Regions from separate parts of the Callithrix jacchus genome. Here region 1 is linked to region 2. The links are chromatin contacts, called in public Hi-C maps. All regions are on one chromosome and are shown on one strand. The core of a region is the stretch at or near the end of the contact, and the rest is flanking DNA. Distances in the headings are between cores, read along the strand shown.

Region 1 (4,113 bases), core at 652-3,151, 83 kb after region 2:
CTCCAGGGTTCAACCAATTCTCCTGCCTCAGCCTCCTGAGAAGCTGGGGTTACAGGCACGTGCCACCACGCCTGGCTAATTTTTGTATTTTTATTAGAGATGGGGTTTCACCATGTTGGTCAGGCTGGTCTCAAACTCCTGACCTCGTGATCTGCCTGTCTTGGCCTCCCAAAGTGCTGGGATTATAGGTGTGAGCCACCACGCCTGGCACTTCCGCTATTTTCTATTAGGCACAGAAAGTCAGAGGCCAGCTCTGAGTCAAGGGCTGGGAAACAGATTCCAGCACTTGATGGGGATGCTGCAAGGTTGCGTTGCGAGGGTGTGGGCACGGGCAGGGGCAAGCCTCCGGCCATGTTTGCACAGTCAGCATGGCTCCAGCTCAGAAAATAAGAAGCTGGAATTCAACAGGTGGCACGTGGACACCTAAGACAAACACCTCATTATCTACAGCATGCGGAGAGCCACCATGATGGCCGGAAAGCATCGTGCCATCCAGGGCTTCCTGGCAGTAGCTCTTAGTGGGATGTAGGGTTCCCACTGTGTACTGTGTAGGGAACCATGCTGGCTGGTGGTCTCAATAATGATGGTAATGGCCAGGTGCAGTGGCTCATGCCTGTAATCCCAGCACTTTGGGAGGCCAAGTTGGGAGGATCAGTTGAGTTCAGGAGTTTGAGAGCAGCCTGGCTGGCCAACATGGTGAAACGCCGTCTCTACTAAAAATATAAAAATTATCTGCGTGTGGTGGAGCATGCCTGTAGTCCCAGATACTCAGGAGGCTGGGGCGGGAGAATCACTTGAACCCAGGAGGCAGAAGTTGCAGTGAGCCAAGACTGTGCCACTGTACTCTGGCCTAGTGACAGGGTGAGAATCCATCTCAAAAAAAAAAAAAACAACCCACCCCAACGCACACATAATGATAACACGTCCTGACACTTACAGGGCACCTATAAGTGCCAGGTACTTCTCTAGATGCCTTGTTTTTTTTGAGACAGGGTCTCAATCTGTCACCCAGCCTGGAGTGCAGCGGTGCAGTCACAGCTCACTGAAGCCTTGTTCTAGGCTGGAGCAACTCATCACCCAGCCTCCCCAGATGCTGAGATTACAGGCGTGAGCCACCATGCCCAGCCAAAGGACTGTATCCACCTGTTTATTTATTTATTATAGAGATAGGGTTTCCCCGTGTTGCCCTGGGTGATCTCCAACTCCTGGGCTCAAGCGATTCTCGATGCTCAGCCTCCCAAAGTGCTGGGATTACAGATGTGAGCCACTGTACCCTTCTCCATGCTTTACAACAACCTTGATGTAGATTGGCATCATTACCCCTATTTTATAGATGAAGAAACAGAGGCACAGAGAGGTTAAGTAACTTGCCCAAGGTCACACAGCCACCGATTTGAACCTAGGCCACAGCACTCCAAAGCCCTGGATAAGAATGCAGGCATGTGAATTGCACTGAGGGAAGCCAATGTGGGGGTGCAGCCCCATGGTGGTTCCCAGGGCAATCTGGCCCCAGCTCTACCCTGCTCCCCTACTTCTTAGGTTCCACAAGCTGGTGATCGATGACGTCCGCCCGGAGGATGAAGGAGACTACATGTTTGTGCCTGATGGCTACGCCCTGTCACTCTCGGCCAAGCTCAACTTCCTGGGTGAGGATGCCCTTCCTCCTTCCCTGTGGGCTGTACAACCCATCCTCCCAGACCCAGGGCCCAGGATGTCCCCCTCCAGGATTAAGGTTCCCTGAGTGCGAATGAGGACGACAGCAGGGGTCTGTCCCGCTCATGGCTGGAGTCAGAAGACAGAGGGAGAGCGCTGAACTCCCCGCTGACTGCTGCCTGGGAGGAGAGGTGGCTCCTGGGCCTGAACCTGTCCCCAGCACTCCAGTTCCCAGGGAGACTGCCAGACCCTCCCCTCTTCCTCTGGGCTGTGAAGGCAGGGCGAGGGGCCTGCTGGGTTTAGATCTAACCGTCCAGTCTTTGTCTTCCAGAAATCAAGGTGGAGTATGTTCCCAAGCAAGGTGAGCACCGGGGACTGCTCTGGGAGCCAGCCAGGGAGGAAGGGAGGGGCCGAGGGAGAGGGGGCAGGGTGAGGAAGGAGGGGCAGGGCGAGAGAGGAGGGGCGGGGTGAGGGAGGAGGGGCAGGGGGCAGCAGATAGATGGGGTGGTCAGCAGAGACCGAGGCACTGGGGTCTTGAGGGAGGAGGTGTTGGGGGCCTGGATCCCTGGGTCTGAGGGAGGAGGAGCTGGGGGCCTGGACTGTAGGATCTGAGGGAGGAGGGGTTGGGGGCCTGGACCCCCAGGTCTCTGTCACTGTTGGAACCCAGGGAGAGGATCTTGGAGATCCTCTCGTCGGGAATGGCCACCCATCCCCAGGGTTCCCATATCTCTTCTGTGCCACCAGAGCCACCAAAGATCCACTTGGACTGCTCGGGGAAGACCTCAGATAATTCGATTGTGGTTGTGGCTGGAAACAAGCTGAGGCTGGATGTGGCCATCACAGGGGAGCCCCCTCCCGTTGCCACCTGGCTGATGGGAGATGAGGTGGGTCGGGGCCTCCCCTCCGTCCTGACTTCCTTTCCCTTTAGGGAAGTCGCTTCTTTCCCCCTGAGCCTCAGTTTCATCCTCTATAAAATGAGGGTGGTGACTCCTTCTTCACAGGATTGTTTTGAAGATTGGAGATTATGTTTGTCCGTCACAGGTACGGGCCTAGCACATGGTGGACGCTCCATCCATTCATCCTTTCACCTTTCAGTTAATTAATCAGGCGATCGACCAGTTTAGCCTGCCAGCCATCTGTAACTCAGCCGCCCATCCACTGATGATTTTTTCATCAACGAGTTGATTAATTCACCCAGCCATCCACTCATCCAGTAATTAATCCATTTGTCCATTTATTCATCAACCAATCCAGTTATCCATTTATCCAGAAACATATCTACCCATTTATCTAGCTATATTTTTTATTATTTAAAAAATATGTATATACATCTATGTGTGTGTAAAATATATATATGTATATACACACACACACACACACACACACACATATATATATATATATATATATATATATATATATATATAGAGAGAGAGAGAGAGAGAGAGAGAGAGAGAGAGAGAGAGGGAGAGAGGGAGAGAGAGATGGAGCCTCACTCTCTCACCCAGGCTGGAGTGCACTGGTGCGATCTCGGCTCACTGTGACCCCTGCTTCCAGGGTTCAAGGAGTGACTCCTTCTTCAGCCTCCCTAGTAGCTGGGATAACAGGCGCTTGCCACTATGCCTGGCTAATTTTTGTAGTTTTTTTGTAGCAATGGGATGTCACCATCTTGGCTAGGCTAGTCTTGAACTCCTGACCTTGTGTTCCACCCACCTCAACCTCCCAAAGTACTGGGATTACAGGCATGAGCCACTGTACCTGGCTATCTATCTATCCATCTGTCTATCTATCTATCTATCTATCTATCTATCTATCTATCTATCATCTATCTATCTATCATCTATCTATCTTCTATCTATCTATCTATCATCTATCTATCTATCTATCTAATTTTTTGAGGGGGGGTTGCACTCTGTCACCCAGGCTGGAGTGCAGTGGAGTGGTCTTGGCTCACTGCAACCTCTGCCTCCCAGGCTCAAGTGATCCTCCCACTTCAGCCTCCAGAGTAGCTGGGATCACAGGAGTATGCCAGCATGCCTGGCTAATTTTTTGTATTTTTGTAGAGACAGGGTTTCACCATGTTGCCCAAGCTGGTCTCCTGAGCTCAAGCGATCCTCCCACCTTGGCCTCCCAGAGTGCTAGGATTACAGGCATGAGCCAACATGCCCAGCCATATCTACAGATTCCTATATCCATCCGTCCAACAAATATTTGAACCTTGCATGCCCCAGGCCCTAGGACAGCTCAGTTTTTCATTTCTCCCTGTGCCTCAGTTTCCTCTTCTGTCAAATGGACAGAGTTGGCTCGACATTCTTGCATTCACTCACTCAGCAGGCATCCCGGAAGGCTTCCTTTGCACCAGGGACTGAGGATGCAGCCATGAGCTGGATGCAGCTCCTGCCCTCCAGGAGCCTTCATTTTATTTAAAATGTATTTATTTATTTTAAAATTTGCCCACCT
Region 2 (4,397 bases), core at 416-2,915:
TTTAGTAGAGATGAGGTTTCACCATCTTGGCCTGGCTGGTCTTGAACTCCTGACCTTGTGATCCACCTGCCTCAGCCTCCCAAAGTGCTGGGATTACAGGCGTGAGCTACTGCATCCGGCCAGCTATTTTAAATTCTCTGTCGAAAGGTCACATATCTCTGTTTCTCAAGGATTGGTCCTTAGTGGTTTATTTGGTTCGTTTGGTAAGGTCATTTATTCCTGGATGGTCTTGATGCTTATAGATGTTCATTGGTGGCTGGGCACTGATGAGTTAGCTATTTATTTATTTAATTAATTTAGTGAGATGGAGTTTTGCTTTTGTTGCCCAGCTGGAGTGGAATGGCACAATCACAGCTCACTGCACCTTCTGCCTCCCAGGTGCAAGCGATTCTCCTGCCTCATCCTCCCCAGTAGCTGGGACTACAGGCACCTGCCACCATGCCTGGCTAATTTTTGTATTTTTGGTAGAGACGGGGTTTCATCATGTTGGTTAGGCTGGTTTCCTACTCCTAACCTCAGATGATTCTCCCAACTCAGCCTCCCAAAGTGCTGACACATTACAGACATGAGCCACTGCACCTGGGCATGTTCGGTGTTTACTGTAGTCTGCAGACAAGGCTTCTCTGTACCTGTCCTTCTTGGGGAGGCTTCAAAGGTACTTGGATGTTGTGATCTCAGCCATGTCTGCATTAGGGGGCACCCCAAGCCCATGAATGCTGTGGTTCTTGCAAACTCATAGAGGTACTGCTGGATAAAGGATCCAGAAGAATTATCTGGATTACCAGGCAGAGACTCTTGTTCTCACCTGAAGTCGGGAGTTCAAAACCACCCTGGCCAACATGGTGAAACCCCGTCTCTACTAAAAAAAAAAAAAAAAAAAAAAATTAGCTGGGTGTGGTGACAGGTGCCTGTAATCCCAGCAACTCGGAAGGCTGAGGCAGGATAATCACTTGAACCCGGGAGGCGGAGCTTGCAGTGAACCAAGATTGCGCTTCCACACTCCAGCCTGGGGAACAGAGGGAGACTCCGTCTCGAAAAGAAAAAAAAAAAAAAAAAGAAAGAAAAGGCTAGGTGAAGTGGGGTGTATTTGGGAGGCTGGGGGTGTCATCCTAGCCCTTTGGGAGGCTGAGACAGGAGGATCGCTTGAGGCTGGGAGTTGGAGACCAGTCTGGGCAACAAAGGGAGACACTGTCTGTACAAAAATGTTTTAAATTGGGCGTAGTGGCACACTCCTGTAGACCCAGCTACTGGGGAACGTGAGGCAGGAGGATCACTTGAGCCCAGGAGGCTGAGGCTGCAGTGAGCCGTGAGCATGACACTCTGCACTCCATCCCGAGCGACAGAGTGAGACACTGTATCAGTAGAAATAAATACATAAGTAATGGTAAAGACTCACTTTGTGAATTCCTTGCCCTGGGGGATTTTCCTGAAACAGCTGACTGTGTCTCTGATAACTCTTACCACCCCCCGCTTTGTTTTCTCAGTCAGAGCACTCGATTTAGGGCCCTTCAATTCGCCCCCCGACTCTTTCCGGCGGCAGCACCTCATCCAACTCCACGCAAGCGCCCCTAGTTTCTGAGAGGCCGCGCCTGCAAATTCACACGTGGCCACACGGTGGTGCTGTGGGCCTGTTTTCCCAGCCAACATTCCCCAGCCGCCACCTCTATTTCTAGAGCTGGACTACTGTAACACCATGCTCTTTCCAGCTTCCCATTCCAGGCTTCCGCCCTAGCGGTTCCTACCGCCTGGAATGCCGACTTGCTCGCTTTCTGCACCCTATGGGAAAGGAGCAGAACAGAGCTTCCTCCTTAACTCCCCTGCCCGGGCTTACTGGGAGGTCTTCTGCTGAATATGGCCCTGCCAGTGGGACCTGGATCTCCCCATCTTATCTCTCATAGGGATGTGACCAGGTCGGCCTCCACCATCAGAGGAGCACCATCTCCAGAGTCGCCCAACACAATCTCTCCTGAAGCCTCCGGATGTCATTAGGTAAAGCATTGCGAGATTTTTAAACCCGTCACTTTATTTACTAAAATAACCTGGTAAGAATTATCGCCCACTTTACGGGGTTGGGGGGCGGGTGCTGCGGTGCAGGTGGGGGTCAAGAGGAGGCAGTCCAGGTGTACTTGGAAGGCAACTGAACCTGGTTCTTGAAGCTCCAGACAGGAAGTAATCTACCCAGATGCCTTGCATTGTCTTTGCCCGGATTACTTTTGCTCCCGTTCCATTGGCGGGAATCTGTCACGTGGTTGCTCCTGGCTGCAAGGACGACTGGGAAATGTAGTCCAGTTGTGTGTCCAAACGCAATGTCTTTGGGTGACTCAGCCACTGTGGGCCACATCTGACCCCACAGGGCATCAAATTCGGACCCACCTTTCCTCTATGATCTTATATTGCACCTTCCCGTGGTCTTGCATTAGTTTTTTTGTTTTTGTTTTTTTGAAGTGGAGTCTTGCTCTGTCGTCCAGGCTGGAGGGCAATGGCGGTGATCTCAGCCCACTGCAACCTTGTCTTCCCAGGTTCAAGCAATTCTCCTGCCAATTTTTATATTTTTAGTAGAGATATGGTGTTGCCATGTTGGCCACAGTGGTCTTGAACTCCTAACCTCAGGTGATCTGCCCACCTTGACCTCCCAAAGTGTTGCGATTACAAGTGTGAGCCACTGTGCCCTGCCCTCACATTAATTTTAATGGGAAAAATTGCAATTACTTTTGGACAAACCTAATAGTAGATGCTGTCATTTACCAGATTTCAGCCTAATATCCTTGGCATAAATTTGCAAATATAGGCCAGGCACGGGGGCTCACACCTGTAATCCCAGCACTTTGGAAGGCTGAAGCAGGCAGATCACTTGAAGTCAGGAGTTCAAGACCAGCCAGCCAACATGGCAAAATCCTATCTCTACTAAAAATACAAAAATTAGCTGGGCGCGGTGGCTCAAGCCTGTAATCCCAGCACTTTGGAAGGCTGAAGCAGGCAGATCACTTGAAGTCAGGAGTTCAAGACCAGCCAGCCAACATGGCAAAATCCTATCTCTACTAAAAATACAAAAATTAGCTGGGCGCGGTGGCTCAAGCCTGTAATCCCAGCACTTTGGGAGGCCGAGGCGGGCGGATCACAAGGTCAAGAGATCGAGACCATCCTGGTCAACATGGTGAAACCCCGTCTCTACTAAAAATACAACAAATTAGCTGGGCATGGTGGTGCGTGCCTGTAATCCCAGCTACTCAGGAGACCGAGGCAGGAGAACTGCCTGAACCCAGGAGGCGGAGGTTGTGGTGAGCTGAGATCGCGCCATTGCACTCCAGCCTGGGTAACAAGAGCTAAACTCTGTCTCAAAAAAAAAAAAAAAAAAAAAAATCAGCCAGGTATGGTGGTGTGCACCCATAGTCCCAGTTGCTTGGGGTGGGGGTTGGGGGCAGCGCTGAGGTGGGAGGATCTCTTGAGCTAGCAAGGTCAAGGCTTCAGTGAGCCAAGACTGCACCACTGCACTCTAGGCTGGGTGAGAAAGTGATACCCTGTCTCAAAAAAAAAAAAAAAAAAAAAGGAAGGAAGGGAGGAAGGGAGGCAGAAAGGGCTAGGCATGGTGGCTCACACTCCAGCCTGGGTGACAGAGCGAGACTTTGTGAAGAAAAGAAAGAAAGAAAGAGATGGAGAGGGAGAGAGGGAGGGAGGGAGAAAAGGGAAGGAAGGAAGGAGAAGAGGAGGAGAAGAAAGAAAGATGGAAGGAGGGAAAGAAGGAAGGAGGGAAGGAAGGAGAGGAGGAGAAGAAAGAGAAAGAAGAAAGAAAACATAAAGGAGGAGGAGGAGAAATAGGGAAAAAAGACAGATAAAAACAAATGTTGGTGTGGATGTGGAGAAACTGAAGCCCTGGTAGTGGGGATAATGCACGCAGTCTCGCAGTGTGGTAGTTATTAAAAGAAAAAAAATTATTTTTGAGACAGTTTAGCTCTTGTTGCCCAGGCTGGAGTGCAATGGCTCAATCTCTGCTCACCGCAACCTCCGCCTCCCGGGTTCAATCAATTCTCCTGCCTCAGCCTCCTGAGTAGGCTGGGATTACAGGCACGCACCACCACACCCGGCTAACTTTGTATCTGTAGTAGAGATGGAGTTTCTCCATGTTGGTCAGACTGGTCTTGAACTTCTGACCTCAGGTGATCCGCCCGCCTTGGCCTCCCAAAGTGCTGGGATTACAGGCGTGAGCCACCACTACTGGCCTCAAAATTTTTTATCTTTCTTTCTTTTTTTTTTTTTTTCTGAGACAGAGTCTTTCTCTGTTGCCCAAGGTGGAGTGCAGTGGCATGATCTCCGCTCACTGCAGCCTCCACCTCCTAGGTTCGAGTAATTCTGCCTCAGCCTCCCGAGTACCTGGAACTCCAGCGCACAACCATGCCCGG

Evidence for each region. A called contact is a pair of places that touch in the nucleus more often than the background predicts.
Region 1: a contact with region 2 is called in a Hi-C map of skeletal muscle, with 5 times the contacts expected there. The contact joins the enhancer-like site here to the promoter of NR1H2 in region 2. A contact is called at or near these places in 2 of 3 Hi-C or Micro-C datasets (induced pluripotent stem cells and skeletal muscle).

What each region holds. Positions count from the first base shown.
Region 1 is chr22:44,098,305-44,102,417 of calJac240_pri, forward strand. MYBPC2 (myosin binding protein C2) reads left to right here. Exons shown (of 28, transcript XM_035285914.3): 14 at 1,540-1,646; 15 at 1,985-2,014; 16 at 2,398-2,537. Among named protein-coding and RNA genes, the nearest start is that of MYBPC2, 19 kb to the left of the region's middle. Within about 2 kb of position 1,902, at least 1 of the 16 cell types and tissues checked has an H3K27ac peak or open chromatin away from gene starts, as enhancers often do. A contact at or near this core is called in skeletal muscle, where this site is marked.
Region 2 is chr22:44,015,981-44,020,377 of calJac240_pri, forward strand. It overlaps NR1H2 (nuclear receptor subfamily 1 group H member 2), which reads left to right and starts at 1,666. Exons shown (of 10, transcript XM_054250560.2): 1 at 1,666-1,989.